2 separate regions of the Triticum aestivum genome follow, and region 1 is linked to region 2. Evidence: chromatin contacts called from public Hi-C data. All regions are on one chromosome and are shown on one strand. Each heading gives the region's core, a stretch centred on a gene start, on an enhancer-like site or on the middle of the called end of the contact. The rest is flanking DNA. Distances are from core to core; before and after follow the strand shown.

Region 1 (7,653 bases), core at 3,977-6,476, 300 kb after region 2:
CACACAGTTTCTAGGAATAAACCTTGTTGGATAGATGAAGAATCAAACACGACATTCTCTTCAAAACTGTTTGCGTTAGGCCACCTTGCACAAACGTTTACTGCATAAAAACTGTGTGTGATGGACAGCCTTTGCCACACAGTTTCTTCTACACACTGTGTGTGATGCATTCAATAACGCAAACGATAAATTTTTAAATATTGTGTGCGATGGGAACGCCATCACAAATGATTAACGGGGAAAATTGTGTGTGATGTACCTACGAACGACAATGTTTTCCTTGCAGCAACTGTGTGGGATGTATATACGAACGGAAACGTTTCTCGAGGACTGACTCTGTGGGATGTACTTACGACCAGAAATGATTTCGCATGTATAATTGTATTTTTAGCACTACTGTACATATAACCGGATTTACTCGCTCGCCGGTCGCACACGACCTCATTTTGCCGAGCATGTGTGCCAGGAGGGCATATCCTCGATGGTTTCTGGGTCGTGTGGGAAGGACCCCCTAATCTCCCACACTCACTAGGTGACGGTTCCAAATGTCGTCGCGGAAAGGGGTTTAAAACCGTTTATATAGCACCGACACGTACCAGTGTATACATGTTCCTCAGACTATGAGATTATGCAACTCCCGAATACCGGAGGAAGACCTTGTGTGCTATCAAACATCACAACGTAATGGGGTGCTTATAAAGATGCTCTACAGGTGTCTCTGAAGGTGTTTGTTGGGTTGGCATAGATCGAGATTATGATTTGTCACTCCATGTTTCGGAGAGGTATCTCTGGGCCCTCTCGGTAATGCTCAACACTATAAGCCTTGCAAGCAATGCGACTAATGAGTTAGTTGAGAGATGAAGCATTATGAGACGAGTAAAGAGACTTTTCGGTAATGAGATTGAACTAGGTATGATGATACCGATGATCGAATCTCGGGCAAGCAACATACCAATGACAAAGGGAACAACGTATGTTGTTATGCGGTTTGACCAATAAAGATCTTCGTAGAATATGTATGAGTCAATATGAGCATCCAGGTTTCGCTATTGGTTATTGACCAGAGATGTGTCTCGGTCATGTCACATAGTTCTCGAACCCGTAGGGTCCGCACGCTTAACGTTCGATGACGATTTGTATTATGAGTTATGTGTTTTGATGACCGAAGTTTGTTCAGAGTCCCAGATGAGATCACGTACATGACGAGTAGTCTCAAAATGGCCGAGACATGAAGATTGATATATTGGACTATGTTATTCGGACACCGGAAGTGTTCTGAGTGGTTTCGGGTAAAAACGGACAAGGGAAGGGGGCGCCCCCTTTCCTACTCCCTCTCCCTCTCCTTCCTTCCCCCTCTCTTCCTTGTAGAGGAATCCTACTAGGACTAGTAGGACTCCCTCTCCTTGGGCACGCCCCTAGGGCCGGCTGGCCTCCCCCTCCCTCCTTTATATACGGGGGCAGGGGGCACCCTAGAACAGACGAAGTCTTCTCTTAGCCGTGTGCGGTGCCCCCTCCACAGTTACACACATCGATCATATCGCCGTAGTGCTTAGGAGAAGCCCTGCGCCGGTAGCATCATCATCACCGTTGCCACGCCGCCGTGCTAACGGAACTCATCCTCGTCCTCAACTGGATCAAGAGCACTAGGGACGTCATCGAGCTGAACATGTGCTGAATGTGGAGGTGCCGTACGTTCGGTACTTGGATCGGTTGGATCGCAAAGAAGTTTGGCTACATCAACCGCATTACTAAAACGCTTCCGCTTTCTGTCTACGAGGATACGTGGACACACTCTCCCCTCTCGTTTCTATGCATCTCCTAGATAGATCTTGCGTAGTCGTAGGATTTTTTTTGAAATTATCGTGTTCCCCAACATTGGACCGTCGACAACGATGAGTCATGCAAGTTCTAGGAGGACCACTGGTTGGACGGGAAAAGCATGTCCTAGATCGCGCCCTTAATCTACCGCAAAGTGCCCAAACACCGGTGCAAGACACACTCGGTGCGTGATGGGCTGCTCGACCGGACGTGGATCACCGACATCCAAGGCGCCATGGGTGCGGCCATGGTCATGCAGTACGCCTCACTCGGCGACATCTACGACATCTGACCCTGACCGACGAGCAAGACCGGTTGTCCTGGCAATGGACTAGCACCGGAACCTACTCTGCTCGCTCCTGCTATCAAGCCCTATTCAATGGCTCCACCACATACCCGCATTGGCGCATCACCTGGAGATCCTAGGCACCACTACCCATCAAGTTCTTCATCTGGCTCGCTCTGCTGGGCAGGTGCTGGACTGCGGACCGCCTTGCGCGTCACGGTCTCCCCCATGATCCACGCTGCCTACTCTGCAACCAAGAGCCAGAATCGATGCAGCACCTCCTCACGGGCTATTCTTTCTCCCGCCAAGTTTGACATGAGGTACTCTCCTGGTGCCGTTGCATTACCACGATCCCTGCCCAGGACGAGGATTTCATCACCTGGATCTCCTCGGCCATCTCCAGCACCACGACCTGCCTCCGCCGCAGCCTCGCCTCCATCGCCATCTTCACCGCCTGCACTTATGGAAACATCATAACAGTTGCCTCTTTGATGGCGACTAGCCCATCGTGGGTCGCGCAGTGCACATGATCCAAGAGGAGGCGCGCCTTTGGGCACATGCCGGCGCTAAGGGCCTGGCCCTACTCATACCCGAGACGTAGACAGAGGCTTTGCTGGGAGGCACACCCGGCTGCCCTGTGTGTCACGACTAATGATGCTTGCCATCCTTGTGTACGAGCTAGTTAGCAGCCTTGCTTCTGACCTGTAACGCTATCTTGTACTGCTACCCTATCTATCAATGCAAAGATACGCACAGCTTTTGCATATTCGCGAAAAAAAATCTCAATTGATCGGGCGGCCAACGCTTGCCCGGACGGAAAACAACACCGTTTAAAACCGGACCAAACATCCAAACTGACCGGCAGTCCATATTTGGTCCATATCTAAGGCAGATATGAATAGGCCTGGACACCGCCGCTACAACAGACTGGCCCACCCTGCCCCCACTATGACCGCAAAACCCCCATACTTGTATTTCCTTAATCCCCTAAAAAACTTGCATTTCCTTAAACATCATCAGTGATCAATAAAGTGTTGGCAAATCTTAAAAAAAATACTCAGACAAACCCTAGTCACTCGCAGTCCCCACGCTCTCTCCGCTCCCATCATGTCTTCTCCACTTCTCTCCGAATCTTTCCGCCTCCTCTGCCATGGCCAAGTCCGGCCATGAATCCGGCAGCGACACATCGGACGATGAGGAGCTCTCGCTCCGCATCGCCATCCAAAACTCGCGGCCGGACACCGGTGTGAGCTGAAGCTCCGCCGCCAGCTCCTCCGAGTCCCGATATAAAAACACAAGCAGTGAACAACGGGCTTCAAGTCCAACAAAAATAGCCAACTAACCCAAAATAGGGGCAAGTCAAAAATTCAGCGTGAAAGTTGTGAAACAACACAAGAAAAAAGAAAGACATCACAAATCTTGACAAAACAATCAACAGTCAGAAAAGCGACTTACCCAAATTTCAAAAACAGACGACTTAGAGCATCTACAACCGGGTGCCCTATATCCGTCTCATACGTCCGGGCAGGCTGTCCGGTCACTGACCGGTCACAAAATACCGACCCATCCGAAGCTCTCAAACGGGCCTCAAACGCCCGGGCTGACCGGCACCCCTCATATCCGCCCCTAATGTAGGGCGGATATGAGGCGGTCTGGGCACGCACGGGCGCGCCCGCCACATAAGCCCGACCCACTGTTGGCCCACCCCGACCCCACAAAACCCTTGTCCAGCAGAAATCCTAAGTCACTCTGCTCCTCTTCCCTTCCTGACGTCCCATTTTCCCCCAATTTGCCAAATCTCCAGCGCTCGCAAGCATGTCCAGCACTGGCAGCTACTCCGACGGTAGCTCCGGAGATGAGGAGGAGCTGGCGCTTCATATCACGCTAGAGTGCTCGCAGGTCGATACAGGCGGCAGCTCCAGGTCCGGTGCGACGCCCCCTATCGCCCGTCGCGCCAGCGCCGATGCCGGCGCCGGCCCTTTCCCGCCCCATGCGTGGATCTGCGAGGCCTGCCAGATCTGCTCCTCCCGCCCAACGGCCTCCTCCACCCCCGACCACTGCTCTGCGCGGGTAGCGCTAGGTTCTAGTGTCCGCTCAGTCGACGCCGCGGATGCGGACTCCAGAGTCGGCGGCACGAGCTGCACGCCGCGAGAGGCAGAGGGCTAGGGAGATGGCGGGCAGGTCCGACGGGTCTGCGCAGTCCGCCCGCCGCCGCCGGGTGCCCGACAAGGAGGACCATGTCTTCGAGTGGGCGTGCCGCCAATCACTGACTGAGGCGGAGACGATGGCCCGACGGCTCCGAAGGCTCAACGCCGAGCAGCTCCGGCTCGGCGTTGAGCAATCCAAGCGGGAGGTGGCGGAGGCAGCGAGGGAGGCAGCGAGGGTGGCCAAGCTCAAACGCCAGCAAGACCACGTCGTTCGGCGCTTGCAAGGCTTCACCGTCATCCACGATTCCTCCTCCGACGGGTCCGACGGCTCTGAGGCGGACCCACCTCCTGCCGCGGACTCCTACAGCTGCGCCGGCGACCGGAAGGGCAAAGGGTCGGCGAGGAAGTGGTGAAGATCCGTTTTTGTTCAAGTCTTTAGTTGTAGGTTGAACTTGTCCGCCGTATTATGTGTATTATGTGAACTTTGGCTATCTGATCTTTTGATGAACTGATTATGCATTTGTATGTCCGCTCATAATCTACGTAGTTTTTATCAACTTTGCATGGTTTAGTATGAAAATAGGGGACGGAATATGAGATACATGGGTGTGAAAACGTGGATATAGGGGGTGCCCAGTCAGTGCCCGCGGACGCGCCGGACGCATCGGCGGGCGTTTGAGGGGTTGGATTTGCTGAGTCCGGCTGTAGATGCTCTTACATACAACAACTAAAGTGTTCTTTTTAGAAAAAGTTACATGACAATTTTTTCGCAAAAATTGGTGGTCGATAAAGTTACATGTAAGCATTTTTTATGTATATATCAGCTAATTTATTAAAATAATGTTTTTGGCTTGCCCATTTCCAAAATTGAGACACCTTGTATTTTGAGTGGAGTGGCCCGCACCGAATCACTTCCGTTCGGAAGGCCCTGAAGAAGAGAAGAAACTAGAGCGCGTCCGGCTGAGCCCCACGTGCGCGCGCGCGGTCACCTGCGCCTCCACGTGACCCGCCCCCCTCTTGCCGTGGCCAAACAAAACGCGCGCGCTTCGCTGCCACTCGCCTCGCCAAGAACACCACCGCGCGGCGCCCACTTACCACGGCACGAGAATTCCTGCCCCCGTTTCCGTCCGCGATGGCCCTGCAGGTCGCCGGCGGCGCGGGATGTTGTGGCTGCCTCCCGCTCCTCGGCCAGCGGCGAACAGCAGCGTTTCGCCCGCCCCGCGCGGTGGCGTCCGAGGGCGCGGCGGTGGAGGACGGCAGCAAGGTGATGCTGGGCGGGTCCGGCGTGGCGGTGACCAAGCTTGGCATAGGGGCCTGGTCCTGGGGCGACACCACCTACTGGAACGACTTCGAGTGGGACGGTACGTTCGGCCGCGCGCAGTCCAGATAACCTTCTTCTAAATTGAACCCATCGCTCTTCTTGATCCACCTGCACCTGCGTTCATCAATTAGTTATCTCTTTCTGGTGAACTGATTTGTGCAGTTCTTAAAAATGAGGATTATATACTCAGCACGCTGGTTGTGTTATTCACCTGTTGCATCATTGCATTGTTGTTGGCGTTTCTTGGATGAAATTATGGTCATGCTTGCCATGCACCTGAGGTGCTTGTTGCATTGCCTGTCAAAACTTTGTGCCACAGCACATGTCACGTGTATTCTCTCTAAATTTTTAGCCCCAGAAAACCTTTGACCATGAACAGTAACCAGCAAACTGCAAAAATACCAAAACAAATGTGTTTTAAGTCTGTAATATTGAGTTCATTTCGCATTTGCTCTTGAGTTTTATGCTGGCACACTGATATCTGATTGCTGCTACATGTCTAACATGAACGAGCATTTTCTGAATTTTCCAGATAGGAAACTCAAGGATGCCAAAGGAGCATTCGATGCGAGCGTTGATAGTGGAATAACCTTTTTTGACACTGCGGAAGTATATGGTGCAGGGGTAGGGATCAAGATAGTTCATGATTAGTTCTTGCTTTATTGCACATTCTCTAGATCATTTCAGGCCAACCCTCACAACCTCCTAATTTTGATGACATTTAGGTATCGGGAGCGATAAATTCAGAAAGTCTACTAGGAAGGTATATAATGCATCATTATACACCATGCCCGTATATTTTGATAATGAAGTCTTCACATCGTCCGATGCAAATTCTCCTTAATTCCCATCAGATTTATCAAGGAAAGGAAAGAAAAAGAAGGGGTCGAGGTGGCCATTGCAACAAAATTTGCCGCTCTTCCATGGAGGTTTGGCAAGGGAAGTGTAATTTCTGCACTAAAGGGCTCACTTTCCCGCCTTGGTGTCTCCTCGGTTGAGTCATACCAACTTCATTGGTTAGTAGTTCATCAATATATTGCTTTAATGTTATTTGTAACTCTTTTTAGCTTGCTGAAACTGTTCTTTTCAAATCCTTTTCAGGCCAGGGATATGGGGCAACGAAGGTATCCGAACTTATATAAATGATGAATATTATTTTTTTAGCGAACTTTAATATCTTATTTTTAGCCCACTGCGCAAGCGGGAACTACATGCACCGGGCTGCCTTTTTTTTAATATCTTATTTTAGGCCCACTGTGGTGCAGTAAACTAACTGTTTTATTTCTTTTGTAATCCAGGTTACCTCGACGGCCTTGCTGATGCTTATGAACAAGGTCTTGTAAAATCCGTTGGAGTCTCAAACTACAGTGGTTTGTAAAAGCTGACTTCATTTCTCATTTGATGGAGCATGTTATGCCAGCTGCTTGTTTTATGGTAAAATTAAGCTGAATCACATTCATTACCAGAGAAACGTCTGCGAGATGCTCACGAGCGCCTCAAGAAGAGGGGGGTTCCACTTGCTTCAAACCAAGTAAATTACAGTCTGATTTACAGGAACCCTGAGGAAAATGGGGTGAAGGCAGCTTGTGATGAGCTTGGGATTACTTTGATTGCATATTCCCCAATAGCCCAAGGTATAGTTATGCTTTTCATTTTTCCTTCACCTTTGCTCGCGTCCGTGGCGTGGTGACGAGGCTGCGCCGGCCGGCGCGGCGCGCGCGCAGGGGCTCTCGGTGGCTTGGTCGATGCAGAGGTGTGTGTGCGTGGCGCTAGCTTGTGGGGGTCCGAGGCGAGTCCTGTGCGGCGGATCTGGCGGCTCCGGTGACGGGTATGGGCGCCGCTGATGCGTGGAGGTCGGGGCACTGCAGAGGTGCGGTTGCGCGCAAGCGAGTTGAGGCCTGCAGCGAGGTGCGTCGGCGGGCAGCAAGGGGCGGCTGGAGGTGGAGGTTCTGGCGCGGGAGGCATGTTTGTCGGATCTGGCGCCCCGGCGCAGTTCTAGGGGTGCTGAGGTCCGAGGCGTGGGAGGCAAGCGCATGGCGGTGTGCCCGGCGAATCGGTCGTCTTCGAAGCAGGGGGCTGCG
Region 2 (7,026 bases), core at 2,336-4,835:
TGGGACATCTCGACTACACTACACTGGAATGCTTATCCACCTCCGCCTGAAGGGGGTTTTATAGATACAGAGGAGAAAATGGTGGGAAAGAATAACTGCGGTATGGCGGGAAAGGGTTGGCGGGAAGGGATTGGCGGGCAAATAAGGCGGGAAGGGATTGGCGGGAAAATAAGGCGGGAACGGATTGACGGGAAAATAAGGCGGGAAGGGGTTGGCGGGAAACGGGTGGCGGGAAGGGGTGGGCGGGAAACGGGTGGCAACAAAATACAATTCAGCATGAGCCATGCAACTTCGGCCTAGGGATGACCAAAAAGTGACTTTTCGGCCTAGACTTGACCAAAAAGTCTATTTCGGTCTAAGTGTGGCCGAAAAGTACTACTTTGGCCTAGCTCTGGCCAAAAAGTACTACTTCGGCCTAGCTCTGGCCGAAAAGTACTGCTTCGGCCTAGCTGTGGCCGAAAAGTACTATTTCGGCCTAGCTGTGGCCGAAAAGTACTACTTCGGCCAAAGAATGGCCGACGGGCTACTAGTTTTGGTTTTTTTGCATTACGTCCTATAGTTTCCGAAATTGCTACAAAAAACATGATAGTTTTGAAAAAAAATATATATGAAATCTGTAGTATGTAGTATATATGGAAAAGGTAGTATGGAGTATTAAGAAAGTAGTATGGAGTATATGGTATTTCACGAAGAATGGAGTATCTGATAGGAGTATTTCATAACGAATATAGTATGAAGCATCTCCTACAAGAAAGACTACATACTCCAAATATAGAAATAACCTGTAGATATTTACAGATAGTGAAGGATGGTATTTGTTCTGTTCTCTCCACATGACCAGGTAGAATATATTTTGAACAAAAATGCGTGCATTTGCAGTGCAGAATGAATATCTATGTACATATCCTTCACGCAGTTGCATATACTAGCCAGAAGAATTTGAACAGGCAGATTCATTGACTGGTGGTGATGCATGCATTAGCATGCACGTATACACAGACATAACTCCATAATCGGCTTGATATACACATCTGAGTATGGAGTATATAGTACATGCAAGTCCTTGACGGGCGCTGAAGCCGGAGGAGGAGTCGGTCGGCCGTGTGCAGTCGTTTTGTCGCTGTTGCCGCCGCCCACGATATTAGAAGAGTCACCCGTCAGCCGTCCGCGGTTGTTCGTCATCATGGGGCCGCCAGGTGGAATGTGCTAAGTTTATCTTCGTCGCCGTGGCCGCCGTCGGAGCAGTCACCCATGGGATGTCGTACGTAGTCGTCGTCATGCTGGGCTGGAGCAGTCAAACGGTTGGACATATGCACCTGTACATGCCATCGCCGCCGCCGCTGCGGTGGGCACTTGCATGCAACTGGGCAAAAGATACATCAACGATCAGCCTACAGAACGTATAGATTATTAGATAAGCACTACCAATGGAATTAGGAACACGAAGCAATCAGTTTGCATGATGCATCCGCAGAAATCACAAAAGCATGCGTGGATGCATACCTCCTTTTCCCATGAATTACCGTTCCTGATTGATTCAGATTTGTCTCATGAAGCTTCTGATTCCGTGAAACAAGGAGAGAGAGAGCGTGCTTAGGAGAGAGAACGAGGATATATAGCGATGTATGGGGATAACGCCCAAAAAATAGGAAGATAGCTGACGCCCAACAAATCGGAAGGTATAGGGTGGAACTTTGTTTTGCCCATACCTGTTAGGAACTGCACGGATCTAATGCAATCGGACGGCTTCTAAGATAGAGGTAACTACCACTAGATGGTAGAATCTATTTTCCCTATATATATGGACAGGGGTGCGTGGAAGCTTGCTATCCATGTGCCAGAGCCATGAGTTGGTTGCGAGATCTTATGGGTTTCACCTCTAGCCTACCCCAACTTGTTTGGGACTAAAGGCTTTGTTGTTGTTATATATATGTTGAACAGCTTCATGCTTATTTGTTTCTTGAACTACTTATTTGCATTCTGTGCTGAAACTTGATTCATCACATATACAACATGGTATCTTGTCATGACTTCGGAACTTGGTTCTGCAGATATGCGGTAACTGATATGATGAAGCTTGCAAACCGAATGCAGTTTGGAATACCAGAGGAGAGCTCATTAGTTCAGTTGGTTTTGACAGTATGGTTGGAATAACATTCTGTTACTCCCTCCGATCCATATTACTTGTCTCACTCAAATGGATGTATCTAGATGTATTTCAGTGCTAGATAGATACATCCGTTTGAGCGACAAGTAATTTGGATCGGAGGGAGTAGTTAGTTTAGCTACACTTTACTTTAATATTGACATGATCACATCTTGTTATCACAAGGTGATGGTTTGGGGGAAGGTTATGGCATGCTCGGGCAGGCCGGAAGTGGGAAGCTACGTGTCTCAGCTGCACAGAACAAATTCTCTGCTAAAGTGGACAAAAAGTATGCCTTCTTTATTCTTCCCACAGTATCTTATTTTGTTCCTTTCTGTTCCTTGCCATTTGGTGTTAAAGCATAAAGCACATCACTACTAATAGCTTGGCAATAGAGGTCTTCTGCACTTTTACTCCAAAAAACACGGTATAACTTGCAGTGTAATGTTTTCTGTTTGACTGTTTCTAAATTCAACACAAGTTTAATGTTTCCCTGCACAAACCTTACATCATTTAGGTGTTTGCACACATTTTTATGTTACGGATTATTTGCACCCTGTACCAGTTCTAGCAGCCTTGCAGGCAATCCTTATGCTACTGTAACTCTCGTAATTATCTTGAAATTGCTGTTTCTATTTCAATTCATGACCACTTTCTTGATATCACGCACTGCAATCTCTCTTTGATTCCTCATTACTTTCTAATATTAGATTCAAGGAGAAGAGTTATGGTAGGAGTGGTGCAACATCTGGACTGACATCTAGTTTGGCCTTTACACCAGTTCAGGTGAGTTTATTTTTCCCTGGTTCACTTTAATAAGATAGGTAATTAATGTTATGCATGATCTTTAGTCAATCCAGTTGTTTAACATGGGATCATGACTGATACTCTAGATTGCTATGTAATTTTTTTATCTTGTATTTGCTTAGTTATTGTTTGACTTGCTCATGTTGAGGAGTCGGAAAAGGCATTGCATCCATTGTTTTTGTCTTTTTGCTGCACCAGAAAGTCCTTTTTTGCTTATGTGAGTGAAGTCATCATGAACAATATATTTTGCTATACTGTACAAGTGTACATAAATATGCCAGCATTACATATTCTTTTTTCTTTCTTGTAAACCGGGTGCTGTATGGCTGCTGTTAGTTTGGACCATGCTTTTATACATTTAGCACCTTCTGTATAGATGGTAATCAGTAGGCTGTATGCATCTTTGGCGCCATTATACGGTTTCAGTTAGTTGGATTGTCCTATTTTGTTATTTTTAAAGAGGTTAACCACATGAAATCTCTGGCATCACTCCATCTTTCTCATATACCTTACTTTCCACTTGCAGGGAATAGAACTGTCAAACCCACAGGCACACGGGAACCTTCTTGGAAGTGGAATCCAGAGCACCTACTTCTCGGAGACCGGCACATTTTCTCGGATCCGTAGGCCTGGAGGTTAGAATCTGAAAAAGTAAGAACCTGATTTTGAGATCAGAAGCGATGATTGTTTCTTGGTCCGAGCAATTTCATCCCATTCTGCACACAATTCCCAATAACCAACTGTTGGGATGCACTTGCGCACAACCAGCTTGTAATATTCTCAGTTGTGTCGCGAGGTCTGTAATGTAAATACAGTTTCCCCGCAAAAAAGGAAAAAAAAAGTAAGCACATGTCACGCACTACAACATCACAATGTATGAAGTCAGGCAGTACATAACATTCATTTTTTTTGCGGGGTAGTACACAACATTCATTACCTATGCTTCGAGCGTGGATAATTTTTCTAGAAAACCTGCTGGAATTACCTTGTCTGAAACTGTTGCATTCGAAATGTTGGATCGTTCCACACCATTCAACCGAGTTGAGCTCCAGACAAGATGCATAGTTGTCATTGACCTTTTTGAGGAAATATTTTTTCTCGGAAGTAGAAAACCATCATGTTCTGATCTAGATAAAACAATGTAGACTGCATGGTGCTGATATTACGTGCTGTGGTGTTTGGTAACGGCATGACCACGAACCAGTAAATATCTTTCAAGTTTTCTTACTTTTGTACTACTAGATCAGCATCAATTAATATGGATCCAAAAGAGTAGTTCTTTTTCTGAGAGAACTTTGAGTACAAGACATAGTTTTTCCCTCAAAAAAGTTACATGGTTAAGGTAACTTTGTTTTTCTTATGAAAATTTCGAGGCTATTTTTAGGTAAGGAATCTCCAGGCCACTACAATACTACTGATGACGACAAACCCAATTGTTGGTTCACACTTATTGCTCTAATATGGCATTGGCCCACAGCCCAATTACGACAAGCCCACTGGCCCACCTATCCCTTTCGACAAGCTCACTGGCCCACCTATCCCTTTCTTTCAACAAACTAGTTGCTCTTAAGAATTCCTTTTCTCCTCCTGACAGTTCCCAACTTTCCCCTCTTGTCTGATTGGTACCTCTCCGACGCCTGCTTCTTGGGATCAGTTGGCCGGAAGATCAGCAGCTTTAGTTGCCTACTGATTCCTCTTTTGCTTGGTAAATTCATCTCTCACAGCTTGTGCTATTTTCCCCTTCTTTTTATGTTTGTCGACCTTGCCTTGCCTTTTCCGTGCTTAGAAAACTGGATTAGTTATTTTAGACAAAATGGAGCCTTTAACTTCTTCAAAGTTTCAGATGATTGGAGACTCAGACCATATGATATGGGCATGCCTTAGTTTGATCAGTCCAATCATCTTGCAGTCCTTTTTTAGTTTATAAACAAATTATACTTGAAGGTTCTTCACCAAGATTATTTACATATTAATTATACTAGCAAATTATTGATCTACTTGAATGATCTGATTCACTCACAGCTAGCAGTTCTGAGAAGGGCACTAAGGAGACATCGTAGTATATTCATGTTGAAAATGAATATGAAGCTTGAGTTGCTCGCGTTTTATGCTAACCAACAATTGTATTTTCAAGGGTGTGGAAGGATGGCAGAGCACTCTGAGAATGCGGCAGAGAACATGATGAGCGGCATCATGGACGCCATTGCCGACAAGCTCCCCAAGCAAAAGTCTGTCAGGTTCGACGATGAGGGCTCCATTTCCGGCCAAGCCAAGAAGCTCTTCGGCGGCCACAAGTCTGTTCACCACATCCTCGGCGGTGGAGAATGTCCGGACCTCTTATACTTTTATCTCCCTCTTATTAATTTGATTCGGTCCACACGGAGTTGCTGATGATATGTCGCTTCCTTCCTCGCGACGACAATGACTGGCCGCAGCCGCTGATGTGCTACTGTGGAGGAACAAGAAGATCTCATCGAGCGTTCTTGCTGTTGCAACAGCTGCCTGGGTCTTCTTCGAGTGGCTCGACTACCATTTCTTGACCATCGTATCATTTGTGCTTGTTCTTGGCATGGTTGTCCAGTTCGGATGGTCCAGCTTCGCAGGCATGCTCAATGGGTATACACTATGCAACAATACAAAAACTCCAACCAATTCTGCAGTTTTTGTTTTCTATATTTGCTGTCGATACCTGAACTTTGGTAGGCAGCATAATCATAAGCAAGCATTTTATGTTTTCAGGTCTCCTTCTAATGTGCCCCGTGTGGAGTTACCAGAAGAGCTGTTTGCAAACATCGGCGCAGCTGTCGGCGCCCAGGTGAACAAATTCTTGGGAAGCCTTCAGGATGTGTCCTGTGGAAGAGACCTGAAGCAGTTCCTCATGGTATGTTGCGCCTTAAGCTTAATGCCTATGAGATGAAATCCGTCCTGTCAGTTTGTCCTCTCCTATGAGCACTTCCAGACATGTAGTGTACCAGACCAGGCTTGATTTTTTTTTTCTTTCAGGTGATCGCCGGGTTCATTGTCACCGCTTTCATCGGGAGCTGGTTCAGTCTCATCACCGTCATCTACATCGGTAACAACCATGATTTCACTTGATAATATGTTGAGGAGGGATTAACACCTGGATATTTTCTTGGTTTCTGACTACCATTTACACTAGTGCTCTGTTGCAGGGTTTGTGTGTGCACACACTCTACCAGTGTTCTATGAGAGGTATCATGATCAAGTCGATGAGGTGCTGTACAACATGCTTGGCTTGATTGGGAGTCAGTACCAGAAGCTTGACAAGGGCGTCTTGAGCAAGATGCCTAAAGGGAACCTCAAGTTGAGGAAGAGCCAGTAGTAGTTGGATTCACCAACGGAACATCTATGCCTGTGATCCGGATGAACTTGTTAGAATTAATGGGTTTGACCATGTGCATTTCCAGAAATTCCAAAAGCCTATGAATAAATGGTAAGACGTGGTGCAAATCTTTAATCCCATATCGCTACCATCTTATCAAAAAGGCTTTCGCCCTGCTTTATATATAAAGCAATGATCAACAACATCCGGTACAAACGCACGCCCCCACAATACATGCACACACACCCAAGGCAGGATACATAGGCGCTGTGCGCAGCAACACCATCCCTAGCACTACAAGAGCAGTCGGGGGATACAGTTGTGAACACGTCACCGTGAAGAAGTAAAGCCGCATATGACGAACCGTGGGCTCCAAGATGGTGCCTTCAGGAAGGGGACGACTGGGGCACCGCCACCGTCTGATCCAACGATCAGAGTTTTCCCTTGAGCAACATGACCGGCAACGAGAGCCGCGACGACGCCTTCAAGAAGGGAACGAGCTTCGCCGCCGCCGGTCCGTCCAAAGAAAGAGCAGATTTTCACCCCGGCCATCACTCACCGCCACCGAATGCCACACCCCAGCTACCACGCCGCTCACACGGCCGTGGCAACCGGGCAGCACCAAGTGATACGTCTCCAACGTATCTATAATTTTTGGTTGTTCCATGCTGTTATATTATCATTCTTGGATGTTTTAGAGTCATTTTATATCATTTTTTGATACTAACCT

What was found. A called contact is a pair of places that touch in the nucleus more often than the background predicts.
Region 1: a contact with region 2 is called in a Hi-C map of leaf, with 4 times the contacts expected there. The contact joins the promoter of LOC123044992 here to the promoter of LOC123044990 in region 2. A contact is called at or near these places in 3 of 5 Hi-C or Micro-C datasets (all in leaf).

Annotation. Positions count from the first base shown.
Region 1 is chr2B:374,768,378-374,776,030 of IWGSC CS RefSeq v2.1, forward strand. It overlaps LOC123044992, which reads left to right and starts at 5,227. Exons shown (of 10, transcript XM_044467901.1): 1 at 5,227-5,612; 2 at 6,105-6,196; 3 at 6,298-6,335; 4 at 6,427-6,588; 5 at 6,674-6,696; 6 at 6,871-6,942; 7 at 7,039-7,206. The coding sequence starts at 5,384.
Region 2 is chr2B:374,468,533-374,475,558 of IWGSC CS RefSeq v2.1, forward strand. LOC123044990 (reticulon-like protein B8) reads left to right here and starts at 3,586. Exons shown (of 7, transcript XM_044467896.1): 1 at 3,586-3,604; 2 at 4,608-4,658; 3 at 5,088-5,279; 4 at 5,389-5,569; 5 at 5,693-5,834; 6 at 5,957-6,026; 7 at 6,127-6,436. The coding sequence starts at 5,099. The coding sequence ends at 6,296. It also overlaps the pseudogene LOC123044988.